Linked DNA regions of Mus musculus: regions 2 and 3 are each linked to region 1. The links are chromatin contacts, called in public HiChIP or PLAC-seq and promoter capture Hi-C maps. All regions are on one chromosome and are shown on one strand. Each heading gives the region's core, a stretch centred on a gene start, on an enhancer-like site or on the middle of the called end of the contact. The rest is flanking DNA. Distances are from core to core; before and after follow the strand shown. Region 1 holds the start of Fbxo43 (F-box protein 43). Region 2 has its middle 36 kb from the start of Gm34316. Region 3 has its middle 21 kb from the start of Gm34150.

Region 1 (4,466 bases), core at 854-3,353:
ACAGAGTGTTTCCTAGGCATCCCACCAAATAAAATCAAATACCCTGCTCATATAGCCAGAGGAAGGGTATGTAATGCCAACACAGTATTACGCGTTTAGATCCAGTCAAAGGAGTCTCTGTTAGGTCTCTGGTTGGGGGGCACTACTCCCCTGGCTTAAATGGAAGTGGTTTGAGGGTCAATGAGAGTTCATTAAGGCTTGGGATAGCAAAAAGTGCAGGGGAAATAAACCTAGGAATGATACTGGATGAGGTGGTTGTGTAGATGCTGGTAAAGACGTGAATGTGACAGCCTATCAGGGCAGCAAGGAAGAGTGCAGTAGCTTCTAACTAGGGAGTCAACCTCCTCAGGAATCTTTATCTACAGGAAAATGAACATGGGGAGTGCTCACTATCAGAGATTACACAAACACAGTGGTTTTAAACATTTTTAAATGTGTATCTTTGTGAATATATGCCATGTGTGTGCGAGTGCCTGCAGAGGTCAGAAAAGGGTGTCAATTCCCAAAGTTGCAGTTCTGGGCAGTTGTAAGCAGTGTGGTAAGGGTGCTGGGAACAAAACTCAGGTCCTTTGAAAGAGTAGCAAGTGCCCTTATCAGCTGAGCTGTCAAATTCTAACTGGTTTAATGGTTAGCACCTGCCCAGTGCCCTAGGGAGTGAGGGCACTCTCACCTGTTTATAAACAAGCCTCATTAAGAAACTGTGCCCTGTTCATCTTTGCATGAATAGCATGTAGCTTGAGCTTACTTTTGAGTTTGGGTATTTTAAGCCTATTTGTCAACGCTAAGGAGAATCCTCAGAGAAGAGGGTAGTGGTTGTTACTAGCTTAAAGGTGGCAGCTGAGGTTCTGATTGAGACCTGTGTCAATTTGGAGAAGATAAAACTTTGAACACTGCCTAGGTGGAATGTCTTGTTGCAGTGGTCCCAGGAAGAAAAGAGTCTCTGCTCGGAGAAGACCAGCTAGACAGGCGATGGGGGTCAGGCTGTGCATTCTTGGAACACTGAATGAAAGCCAAGACTTTAAATGTATTTGGTGTGATAGGTTCTTGGCTGTTTCTGATCCCTAAAAAGGAATGTCTGAAACCAATAAACACAGTCACTCATTTATTCATAACTTTTGTTTTGTTGGTTTTTTTTTTTTTTTTTTCAGGTCAGTGGCTATGTAGCTTAGGCTGACCTGAAACTTGGTATGTAGACATGGCTGGTCTCTATGGAGATCCTCTGCCTCCTGACTGCAGAGACTATAGAGGTGTGACTCACAACTTTTTTCTTTTTTGTCTATTCACAAAATTTATATATTTGTTCACTGTAGAAACGAGGGCAAAATCATAAACTATTTTTAAAAAAAATCATTAACCAGGTGTGGTGGCACACGCCAGAACTTGGAAGGTGGAATGAGGAGGATCGGGAGTTCAAGTCCAGCCTGGACTTCATGTGACACGGTCTTAAACACACACACACACACACACACACACACACACACACACACACACACACACACACAAAACCAAAACCAAAGTTGGGGGGTGTTGCTGGGTTTATTGGGGCACTCCTGTAATCCTAGCCATTGGAAGATGAAGGCAGGAAAATCAGGAGTTCCAGGACAGTCTTGGCTACCTAACAAGTTCAAGTGGACTCCCAGGGACCACTGCCACTCTCTTAACCCAAAATCAAATAGTTAGGAAGTCAACCTCTCCGTCCTTATGCTGTATTTACGCCTTTACTATCCAAAGCTGTTGATAGGATTCTTTGACTTTGTACATCGGGCGAAACACTTCCAGGGATGATGCCTGGCACTGCAGGTTTTCTAACCGATGCGTCCCTCCAGTCTGGTCGCACGCAGTGATGCAGGGACCAACAGAGAGCTGGATGGAGCAGGGCGGAGCTGCGAAGGGATGAGGGCGGGGAGGCGGGGCGAGCGCTCAGACGGAAGGTGGGGAGGGTGGTGCCCTGGGCGGGGAAAGGTGGCAGGGGCGGGCTCGGCCGAGGCTCCCGGCTCAGGTGGGCGGCGCGGCCCAGGTGCGCCGGCCCGCAGCCGCTCCGCCCTCCTCCCAGGGGCGTCTCCCGCCCGCACGCCCGCCCGCACGTCCGGGTGACGACCGTTAGTCCCGCCCGCAGCAGACGGCTCGGCAGCTCCGGTGGGGGGGCATCTCTGGTCTCTAGTCGGGAGATTCCCCCAGGTCCAAGACTGGCTGGAGAGAGGCCGGAGAGTGCGGCTGCTGCGGGGCGGAGAGATTCCGAGCGACTTGACCTTCCCAGCCGCTGCCCCTCCTGAAGCCGTCCCGGCGCTGCTCCGGGCTCCGTTAATTGTTGAGGTTTTTCTCTTAAGTGGTGGTACCTCGGCATGAACTTTAAAGGCAAAGATGACAGACTTTGTTGTTTGGAAGCCTACCTTACTTTGACATGTCTTAAGAACTCAAGGTTGACTGGTGGTAAGATATTCCACTTTAATGAGAGCATCGGTTTAACGAAGCAGTTTTCTGACTTGTATAGGGCGTAAGTCTTTTTTTTTTATTTTTATTTTTTTTTATTTTGCGTAAGTCTTTGTAGATAGGAGTTCTGAGTGATTTATCAGAACTTTTTTTTTTTTTTGCCATCAAAAGGTTTGTTTGATTCATCAGCCTGTGGTTGCATGAATAATTTTCAAAGTTTGAAGCAGGCATTTTGGTGTATAAGCAAGATGAGGATGAAGGCAGCGACAGAGTCTCTGGTTTTCCCAAGTAGGGAGCGTGTATCAGGGCTCCTACTTTATTCCCAACGGTTTTTAGCTTCCATTTCCCAAATCTTATGCTGGTGAGGCACCTAGTGGTGAAGTGGCAGAACAGGTCACTTTTAGAATAAATTTCACATGGAATAAAATTCAATACAATACAGTAAATGCACATGCTCTAACTTTCGCAAATTGATTGAATTAATATTTTTTCAGGAGAAAGTGATTTATGAGAGGAAACATTGTAACTTACTATTTGGAGCAATTTGTAGAAAGCAGAGCTTAATCATCTTGTCCTACCAGGCATGCGCAGAAGTTAGTCATAAGCACAGGGGATCAGAAGTCAAAACTGCCCAAAAGCGGAAGAGGCTTAAAAATCACTTTGCTTTATAGCAGTGAGCCTCGGATCTTGTGGTTTTTGTAGCAGGTTATTTTGTAATATTTAAACTACATATTTAACTTACATACCATACATGTCTAAGTCCATGTGGCCGAACGAGAGAAATGACTTCTATGGCATGCTATGTTTGCATGTGTGTCACCCACAAATAAATGTTAAAAAGAAAAAACATAGTGGTTTTTTTCTGATTTATTTTTAATTATGTATGTCTGTGTATGTGCATGAGTACAGTGCCCATAGAGACATACATAGAGACACTATTGAACATGAGGATGTGAGCTGGGAACCGAGCCTGGGTATCTGGTGAGAGCAGTGCAAAAGCTCTTGACCTCTGAGCCGCAGCCCCAGCCTCGCCTGGTGAGCTTTGAAAGGAAATAACTGAACACAGAGACATTAGAATGTTGCAACCGAATATACACTTGCTAACTAAAATCATACAGTAACAAAATAATCTGAAAATAAGGCTGGTATGTTTTTGTTAAGAATAGTTCAAGTAAATATTTGTGCTTGGTGCTTTGCCTATGGTTGTCAAGTAATCAGAATATAATACAGTTTATAGCAAGGTGGTATTTTAAGTAGGACATTTAGGACAGTTTATTATGAAAATTTGTTTTTAAGTAACTTGAAAAAAATCACATAATTTCCTATTATCTATATTTAACACAAATTATATATTTTGTTATAAGTTGCTTGGCTGCACATCACAAAGGAAGAATAAACTTGTATCTACTTGGTAAAAACAGAGAGCTTGAAGATATCCCAAAGGCACTCAGCCAGCCACAGAGCAGGAAGCAATATGGACTCCTCTGCTGTCACTGTCAAGGGTCTCAGCCTCATAGACTTTTGTTCCACATCCTCCTTTAAATATAGGGGCCATCACGAGCTGTCAGAATCTTGCAGCCTTAATAAGAAAGAAGAAGAGCCTATGCTAACCTGTGAGCATCCTGAAACTCCAAGTTTAGGTTCCCCCAATTCTGCAGTATCTCCCAGTCAAATAATGAAGTCTGTGTCCCTAAGGAAGGAAAAGGATAAAAGCCCAGAACTTTGTGAGACTCCTAAACTCAGAAGGAAAAAATGCACATTACGCAGGCGGCTAGACTTTTCTTTCCCTCTTCTGAAGGGGGATTCTGATTCACAAAGCAGATCTCTGGAAAGTAACATAAGCCAAGGTGTTAGCCTAGAAAAACATTTGCCAGGTAGCACTTCAGGTTTCCCAAAGGAAGACAACTTTAGCCCATTAGTTACCAGCACGATAAAAACAGAGGATGTGGTTTCCAACAGTCAGAACTCAAGGTTACATTTTTCTCAGCACAAGACTTCCACCATTGAAGATTCCAAAGACAACTGTGGCTTGTTTG
Region 2 (4,466 bases), core at 1,137-3,636, 260 kb before region 1:
AAAGTTCTTGTGGTTCCCAGATGAAGAGACAGAATGGCCACAGAGGGCATGAAACGTTGCCACTCTGACTTCTGGCTTCCAGACAAGCCCCATTTCGTGGACCCTCTTTCCCCACTCAGTGGACAGGTGTGATGTTATCAATGCCCCCCCCCCCATATTAGACTCACACCGGCCAGCAGAAGACAATTGAGGGGCATTTCCACTTGACATCAGGGTTGGGGCCTTCATTGCTTAAACAATCCCATTTAGAAGTGTCTCCAAAGCCACACTTGACTTTTACATCTCTTGTGTACCTTCCATCCAGTGCTCCATTTGCCTCCTCTTCACCACCTTCCACCTTCCCGTATTTCTTGGGTTAGCATCCTAGCTCCCCTGGTTGACTCCCTGAGGCTTCCCTGCCCATGAAAACTCTTCAACTAACCTGTCTCCCTGTCTGAAAAGTCAAAGCAGGCCTGAGTACTCTAAATTGAGGCCAGGAATGGTCTTAGGAGCACAAACTCCAAGTGTGTGTTTTAGCCCAGATGTGGACCAACTGGGTGAGACTGGCATCAGCTACTTCAGCATTTCAGTGGGACACAGCTAAGGCTAGGGTGACAGGACATTGTAGGTCAGGATGAAGGGGCAAGTGGAAGGCTGAAATGCCATGAAAGGGAGACTCTGCTCCAGGATAGGCTCCTGCACCTGAGGTGGACTGCTTGCTATGACATAACACCACGTAGTAGGATCCCACATTAGAGCAATAAGGAAGAGTACTTGGGCAAGCAGCCTTGCTGTAGGACAGCGAGTCTCACAGAAGCTTATTCAGTCTCACGAGACCCAGCTCATTCCCAAGAGACCGAACCTCATCTCTCAAGAAAGGCATGAATGTATACACAGAGGTAAATCCCTCATGCCTCAGATGCCTCCTAAAGGCCTCGCCTCCTGACACTGCAGTACAGGGAAATGAAGACTCAATGTGAGTTTTGCTGGGGACAACCCCTATCCCACCGTAGCGGGAAGTTGCCCACTATCAGCTAACACTCACATAGTACCAGACCATGGCGGGATCCGTTCTGAGCACACTCAGATGCTAACTTACTCCAGCCTCACTCTGACAGTTTTTTAACTTGCTTGCCCAAACTCTCAAAGCTGGCAGTGGCTCAGCTGGAGTTTGAACGCTGGCAGTCTGGCACCACCATCTCATAGGGTTGGTATGAGACAATCTTTGTAGAGATCCTAGCTCAGAGTCAATGCTCTAAAATAAGATATTGAAAAACAAGAGACTTGGTGCGGAAGGTAGACAGAAAAGGGGTCAACAAGAGAGGTTCACAGAGTGGCACGTGTTCAAAGCTGGACAGAGACAAGAAGAAACTGCACGGACAAACTGGGTGGGTATCCAGGGTTTAAACAGCACCAGATCTCGGCTTCCCTGTCTTCCCTCCACAAAGCTATTGTTGGTCTTGTGTGTCTGATTTAGGTAGTCCTCTCTTAGAACATGGCCCATACTGTACAGAGCAAGACATCATCCTCTTCATACTGCATTGTCGTTATGTTTGCTTTGTCCCCACTCCCTGCCCATATCAAAGGTAATGCCAGGCTCTTCTAGTTCTGTCCCCAGGGCCTGGCACCCAACCCAAGTTACAGCAATACATTGTAGTAGCTGCATTTATGTAAATGAATGTTACAGCTGGACAGTAACATCCCTGCCTGGGATGTAAGCATTTCTACACCTGCAGCTCTGAGTCCTAGTGGAAGCATGCCCAACCTTCATTCACACTCCAGATATGCGTAGATCATGGTGCAGACCTGCAGGGGTCTGTGAGGATGACAACAGTTAGACCACCCCAGGGCCTGAGGAACTGCTATGGAAGTCTCACCTCCAGCTCCGTCTCCTTGGCCACCTGCAGCCTAGACCTTGGCAGTCGCCTTCTGTAGCCCACAAGGAAACCACCCATGTGGAGCAGGCTTTCCTCCTGCTAAGACCTCTAGATCTCAAAAGTAAGTTTCCATGAGGTCTAGAACAGAGCCCCACAAAAAGCCCCTTTTCAGGTAACAGCTTTTCTTCCCCAGATGCATCCAAGGCAGGTTCCTGAGGTCACCCAGCCCCAACTCCAATGGAGCCATCCCTAAGACACTTCTCTCTTCAGTTCCTGATCAGAGATGCTCACACAGGGAGGCCCAGGGAACCTCCAGGGGGGATTCCAAGCCCACAGGACAGCCTGCCATCTGGACCTGACTCCTCCAGCAGTTGCTTAAGAATGTTGGCACTCAGACTGGGGTGGGGGTAGGGTGGGGTTCATCATAAAAACCCCTATATTTGTTTGAGTTTCTATCCCTAACACTGTCATCCTGGCCAAACCCCAGGAGTCAGAAATTAGCTTGGTTGTGTAAGCTGGAAGCAGGCAGACCAAAGTATAAAATGTTCTAGCCACAAGTAGAAGATCAATATGTGAAATGGCTGGCCAGCCCAAGGTCATCTTGTCTTCTAAGTCGAAGGTCCGTCAGGCAAGCTGCTTTTGTGAAGCAAAGACAGAGGCAGCTCGGTCGAGAGCAGGGCTCTGGGCACCATGTGGCACTGGGAAAACGCTGTGCTCTTGGCTTGTATCTCTCACCTGCATTCCGCATACCTTTCCTGTGTGCAAGCGAGAGCAAGAAACCCAGCCAATGCTATCTTTGTGCCAGAAAGTCAGATAACTCCTGGTGACAGAAAGTAAGGGAATTTCTGCTAATCCATTCTCTGGAAAGGGCAGTACCCAGAACATTCCAGGTACCCTGCAGATCTCCAGCAATAGTAGAAACTCTCCACGAATGGAATTGTTTGTGCGAGATAGAAGAGGCAGTGAGCCAGAGGTTGGCCCAGCTGTCTGTGCATGCTAAGTTTGCTGAACGTGTCCCGTTTTCCCAATGCTTTGATTCATCAGGCCCGCCCGCCCATGGCTCCCTTGAGTGGGCAGCTGCCTCCTAAGCCGTGACCTAAGGGACAAGGTACAGGATGGTACTCAGAAGATTTGGGAAGCCCAGCCTACTTTCCCAGGACCTCAGCAAGACACCGAGCAGAGTAAAGGGAGGCTTCAACAGTGCTGGCTCAAACTCTCAGGGTTGTGCGAGGTTGAAACCAAGAGGCAGAGCGTGTTAGTTGGTGGCTAGTAGGCCAGCACTTCTCAGCTTTGACCCCCTCTCTCCACTGTGTTGCTGGGACACGGGTATGCACCAGCCTTCTTGCTAGCTGGTCCCTGTTAAATGCTGGCAGTCACAGGAAGGAGGAAATCCCCCGGGATGTCAAACTCCTGGAAGCAGCAACTCACTTGAAAATGTCAAGATTAGGAGTAAGTGCCATCCCTTCTTACCTTCATTTTTTTTTCCTTTTTTCAATTTTTATTAGGTATTTTCTTCATTTACATTTCAAATGCTATCCCAAAAAATTTACAGCACAAATCTCACGTTACACTCCACTCACATAGAGACCCAGAGATAGAAACCCGACAGGCAGCTCAAGGAGAGGTGCGCTGAGAACCGCAGTTCCAGAGCTGTCCTTGGCTCAAATGCTCTGGTTTCTTGTCTCTGCCTAAATGAGCACCCTTGCCTAGAGGCTCTGTGTGAAGGTGGGGACTGGAACTCCAGTGCAGACATCAGTCATTCGGGTAAAAATCTTTGGAGCTGGATCTCCCTCTTGATTTTCATAAAACATGAGTTCTATTAAGTTCCAATTTCACCCCATCTCTTAAATGATTTTAGGTTTACCTTTTCAGTAGGGAGTGGTCATAGTAAGGAATGGAATCCACCTTCAGGTGGAGAGAAGCCATTGTCTTTTGCAGTAAAAGTTAATCCAGTTGGACAGGTCAATTACCTTTACTGCCACCCAGGAAGATGGGCCCATCTTAAACCATGCTAAAGAGTTGGTAGGAATAACTGTTCTTTCAATAAGATAATATACTTCTCTTTCCCAGAATCCCCTCTGCTCCCGAAGTATCTACAAGCTGCTGTGCAATTCTGTTGGGTCTGCCCACCTTTCTGTCCCTATTCCTTTTTCTTTTCCATCTGTTTTTCAGTTGCCAGTCAGAGTCCACGTGTGTTTTATTTTTTGGTACTTTTAGTTTCTCTAAGGTTCCCCTCTGTGCCATAGGCCTTCTTGTTTGCTGTGTGGCTGACCTCCATGCCACTTAACTCAAACTTATGACTTTTTTCCATCTTTTCTTCATTTTCCTCCTCCAAGTAGCTGTCAAGATTTATAACATCCCTGCCCTGAGATTTTGCTTTTAAATTAACCCAATTGTCCTTAAGCCTCCACTTATAGCCCACATTTAAAATTCTTTTAATCATGAGACTAAGAACTTCAAGAGAGGACCCCATTTCCCTGGTAATAGAACCTCTATGATGGTTGTTCAGTGATTTCAGTCTTTGTGTTCCCTCCAATGACAACAGATACAGAATTTTATTCTAGAAGGAAAAGTCAGGGCGTCATGTTGGCAGCAGAAATGTCAGAGGAA
Region 3 (4,466 bases), core at 1,408-3,907, 230 kb before region 1:
GATAATGGAGATTATAGGGATGCACCAACACGTACAGTTTTCCAAATGGTTAAGGTGAAAGTGAGAGCCCTTAGTATGCACAGCTCTCAGACACAGAGCCAGGAGCGGACACTAAAGAAAAGTTGAGGGATGCAAATAGCAGTCTGTATTGGAATGCCATCTAGGAGGCCCCAGGGCAGGTGACCATGCAGCAGTTAGAACCAATGTATTGAACTTGTCATTCTCAAACTGACCTGTGCACTGAACCCCTGCCCCAGAGTCCTCCACTAGATGCTGGAATCCCTTAAGGGACAGAGAGAGGGTAGATTACCCGAAAGATGAGTCAGGCTACGTGCGAGGTGTCAGGCACAGACATTGCTTCCAACTCTACATTGGCCTGACTTAGCACATGCAACCTCTGAATGTGAGGAACTTTGGAATGGGTACAGAAACTAGCAGGATGCTCCTAGGACCTTGCCTGTCCACCCAACACTGTCTTCACAACACTGGGGTTACAGTCAATTCTGGCCCTGCCCCTTTTTATACTGGTGTGGGGACTCAAACTCAAGTCCTCATGCTTGCGCCGTAAGAGCTCTTACCCATTGAGCCATCTTCCTAGTTCCACCCTTAAACATACAGAGACAAAATAGTAGGCACAGTCAAGTTTAAAGTCTGCTCTTCTGGGGCAAACGAGGAAGAAATAAAAGTTTCAAAACCAAAGAAAGTGACAGAGGAAGCAGAGACCATCATCTGTTCCAGTGGAAGAAAGACTGTGGGTTTACCCAGCACTATCACGCCCACCCACTCAGACGCCACAGTAGGCGGCACAGGCTCCCGCTTGCCCTTCCAAGTCTGCCCACAGTGCCTTGCTCTGGCCTCCCTTCCTGGCCCACCTATTCCCGTCTGCTGGGCTACAGGAAAGACTTTCAGTGAACTCATCTTTGACTCCCAAGTGCATAACATAGTGTCCAGCACAGAAAGAGTTGTTGGTAGAACTTGATCCAATCAGAGTTATTCTGAAACGAAGAAAATAAGAGATAGGGAAGAGAAAGCCCCCCGTGGCTGGGAGTACAGTGACTGAGTGACCTTGGACAGGTGGTAGCTTAGCCTCTCCAAACTTTCTGTTTCCTTGTCTGTGAAATGGGTACATGATTGCTCTGACCTGAAATGCTTGTTGTGAGTGTTCCCTGAGTCAAAATATTCAAATGCACTTAGACTGCCCCCATTCATAATAAGTCTAGAGGAAGTAATCTACTGCTTACCCAACGGGGCAGGAGGAGGAACCTGTTGGAGACAGGCAACTTTTGCCATGTACTGTGGCCAAGGGACTTCAAAGTCAGCAAACATCAGAGGGTGACATTTAACTTTTACAGAACAAACAGAGCATCAGGTGCTGGCCCTTTACAAGCCAGAGCAGGAAATGGGCGAGTTGACATGGTGACTTAAGAAGTCCCACAGTGGCAGGTGGAAGCTGGTGTTTTGAGGGGAAATCTGATGATCTGATGTGTGTGTTGATGTCAGGAGGCCAGGGGAAAAGTGTGGGTGGGTGTGTTTGTGGGAGAAGAGAGTAGAAATTTCTTGGTGTATCACAGAGCTGCCTTGTAGTATATGACTCAGTGTGTGAGCAAGAAGTGACTGCTTTGTTGCATTAAAGCTTCCATAATTCAAAAGATTCAGTGCAGTGGCCGTGTGGTGAGATTTCAGAGATTTAGAGGAAACTGAGATTTTTTAGTGGACAAGACCCAAAAAAACCTGCCAGATAATATCAAGAGGAGACAGACAGTGGAATGAGCTTTTTGGCTTTATCGCTCAAAGTTCATCTTCCTTTCTTATGGAAATGGAACACAGACCAGTTCTGATGGCATGAGATTGGGGGCTGACTTGTGAGTAACCTAGACCTGTGATTGGTTCTCATTAACCACTCTCAGAAGGTGGTCAAGAAGTGGAAAACAGGACAGGTTGTCAATTATGCAAATGTTATGACCGAAAGGGAAACCACTCTGGCCCGGCCCTCCCTCTAGGTGATTATAGACTTCGGTGCAGAAAGCTCAGCTCCCCTCCCTTCTGTTGGGAGTACTCTCTATAGGACCAAGACTGACTGGAACTCACTATCCCCCTGCTGCTGCCTGCCAGGCGCTGGGATCGAAGGACAGTTAAACGGCAGTAAGGGCTGCTCTCACACTCTTCCTCTCCTGGAATGCCATCCTCTCCCTGGCCTTTGCCTAGAAACTTTTCTGCCGCTCCTCAAAAACTGACTTCTGCTCCTGCTCTCTTGGTTTCTCTTGTTCTTGCTTTCCCTTCCACCTTCTCTCTCCATTCCCTTCCCCCTCTCTCGCCACGTGCTCATGGCCAGCCTCTATTACTCTTCTCTATTCTCTCTGCCTTTCTCTGCCTCTACTACCCTCTTAACTTCCCTCCATATGCCCTGAATAAACTCTATTCTATACTAAAAAACAAACAAACAAAACAAACAAAAACAAACAAACAAAAAACCCAAAGAAACAAAGAAACAATCACCTGACTCCCTAGGGCTTACTACTTGCTACTCTTCTGAGAGAAAGGGATTTTTGTCATCAGAAGGAGTCTTGTTATTGTGGGAACCACTGAGCTCTGATAGCTGACCCACAGGTATGATCAGCATTGAACGAATACTCAGTGTTGCACAATTGGTTGGGCAAGCCCTGTGGCTTGGATCAGTCTGGGTTTGTACAAATGTTCCCCAACCAGATTCTAATGCTGATGAAACCATCTTTGTGGACACAGAAGAATGTACTCAGCACTCTTGACTCATGTCCCCAGTTATCCAGCTGTGGACACATGTTCACTTTTCATCCCTTTGGCCTCAAGAGCCACGGGACCACCAAGCAAGAAGCCTCAAGAAGAAGGCATGTGAAGACAGTTAGGACCTTTTAACATTTGGGTGTTTGAGGGGATCCTTAACCAATGCTTTGTGGTGTGTCTGGAGTTCTCAAGTTAGAATCTGAGAGATGAGGAAAGAAATGAAGAGACAACTAGCCCGTGTGCTTGTTAGCATCTTTTGATCAACTTCATACAATCTGGAGTCATCTGAGAAGAAAGAAAATGCCTCCATCAGATTGGCATGTGGGCAAGTCTGTGAGGCATTTTCTTAATTTATGAGTGAAATGGAAAGACCCAGCCCACCATGAGTGATGCCTCTGGGCAGTTAGCCCTGGGATGTATACAAAAGCAAATTGAGCAAGCCAGAGGAACAAGCCAGTAGGTAGTATTCCTTCATGGCCTCTGCTTTGGTTCCTGTCTCCAGGTTCCTGCCTCGAGTTCCTGCTCTGGGTTCTCTCAAAGATGTAGAAGTGTAAGCTGAATAAATCCTTTCCTCCCCAAATTGCTTTTTGTCATGGTGCTTATCATACCAATAGAATATAAATTAGTACACCTTCTCTTGAGAAGTGTTTCCTCTTCTCTGATCCATTCAAACTTTTCACCATGTGACCCTTGAAAGCAGGAGAGGAGTCTTCTATTTGAGGTAAAAAATGCAAACCTCAGAGGTGCAGGTGTAGCTTGTGCTGAGCACTGGCCTGCCTGCCTGTCTGGCCTGCCTGCAGTTCTAGATTAAAGCCTGAGTCCCACAGAACACACGAGCAAATGAACAAATAGGAATGATCACCATGAAAATGCTTGTAAGAGCAGGTAGGAAAAAACCTCAGGAGCCAGAGGGCAGTGAACCTGCTCACCTGTCTGGGGCACTCTGGGGACCAGATTTTCACAATGCTTTCAATTTCTCAGGTATGCTCAAATACAAGAGGATTTGCAGTGTTTGGTATTGTTTTTTCTGAGATTTTGGATTTTTGTTGGAGATTGGTTCTAACGCTTTAATTTCATGGGGAATCTGTATGTCCAAATGCTGAAGGTCCTTGTCCCCAGTTGGTTTTTGATTGATCAATAAAGATGCCAGCAGCCAAGAGCTGGGCAAAGGGAGACGGGGTAGGCTAGGATGAGGGAGAGAGGAGAGAAAACTAACCAGCCATGTAAAAATTTGAGTGAGTGGCCACCGGACACTTCCCTGAGTGGGTCTTGGGTAGCAGGGTAGGCTTAGGAGTACCCAGCCTTTGAGGTAGCCAAGGAATTTTAAAACTAACTGGGGTGTGTGTATGTGTGTTCCATTCATGAATCCAGAGAGCGCCTTGTACACCTACCAGAGGTCAAAGCAGTGTAGCTAAACTCACTGCTACAGGTTTGTTGTTTTGTTTTGTTTTGTTTTGTTTTGTTTTGTTTTGTTTTGTTTTGGTTTGGTTTGGTTTGGTTTGGTTTGGTTTGTTTTGGTTTTGAGATAGATTTACTTTTTGTCTTAACTGATTTTCTAGTCTCCTAAGCAAGTGGGTTTACATACATCTCTACCATGGAAAGGTAATCCCAGCCCGACTTTATTCACTTATTAAAAGAAATTTTCACAATATTTTGACTATGTGCCCACATGTGTGGAAGCCCAAGGACAACCCACTGGACTCAGC

What was found. Promoter capture Hi-C pulls out the DNA fragments that hold promoters and counts their contacts. HiChIP or PLAC-seq counts read pairs in DNA pulled down with a chosen protein or histone mark.
Region 2: a promoter capture Hi-C map of liver shows a contact between it and region 1, with 2.9 times the contacts expected there. The contact joins the enhancer-like site here to the promoter of Fbxo43 in region 1. A contact is called at or near these places in 11 of 39 promoter capture datasets (the 3T3-L1 cell line, cranial neural crest, embryonic stem cells and 6 more), 3 of 484 Hi-C or Micro-C datasets (liver, olfactory sensory neurons and uterus), 3 of 115 datasets of contacts at active chromatin or transcription factors (bone marrow-derived macrophages, embryonic stem cells and fetal liver) and 2 of 9 other capture datasets (adipose tissue and liver).
Region 3: a BATF HiChIP or PLAC-seq map of CD8 T cells shows a contact between it and region 1, with 6 read pairs. The contact joins the enhancer-like site here to the promoter of Fbxo43 in region 1. A contact is called at or near these places in 9 of 39 promoter capture datasets (the 3T3-L1 cell line, embryonic stem cells, hematopoietic stem and progenitor cells and 4 more), 1 of 484 Hi-C or Micro-C datasets (memory CD8 T cells), 4 of 115 datasets of contacts at active chromatin or transcription factors (CD8 T cells, bone marrow-derived macrophages, craniofacial prominence and 1 more) and 4 of 9 other capture datasets (adipose tissue, liver, macrophages and 1 more).

Annotation. Positions count from the first base shown.
Region 1 is chr15:36,162,498-36,166,963 of GRCm38.p6, reverse strand. It overlaps Fbxo43 (F-box protein 43), which reads left to right and starts at 2,103. Exons shown (of 5, transcript NM_001081253.2): 1 at 2,103-2,494; 2 at 3,795-4,466. The coding sequence starts at 3,905.
Region 2 is chr15:36,418,246-36,422,711 of GRCm38.p6, reverse strand. No RefSeq gene overlaps it. Among named protein-coding and RNA genes, the nearest start is that of Gm34316, 36 kb to the left of the region's middle. Within about 2 kb of position 2,386, at least 13 of the 459 cell types and tissues checked have an H3K27ac peak or open chromatin away from gene starts, as enhancers often do. A contact at or near this core is called in liver, where this site is marked.
Region 3 is chr15:36,393,317-36,397,782 of GRCm38.p6, reverse strand. No RefSeq gene overlaps it. Among named protein-coding and RNA genes, the nearest start is that of Gm34150, 21 kb to the right of the region's middle. Within about 2 kb of position 2,657, at least 54 of the 459 cell types and tissues checked have an H3K27ac peak or open chromatin away from gene starts, as enhancers often do. A contact at or near this core is called in CD8 T cells, liver, memory CD8 T cells and 1 more, where this site is marked.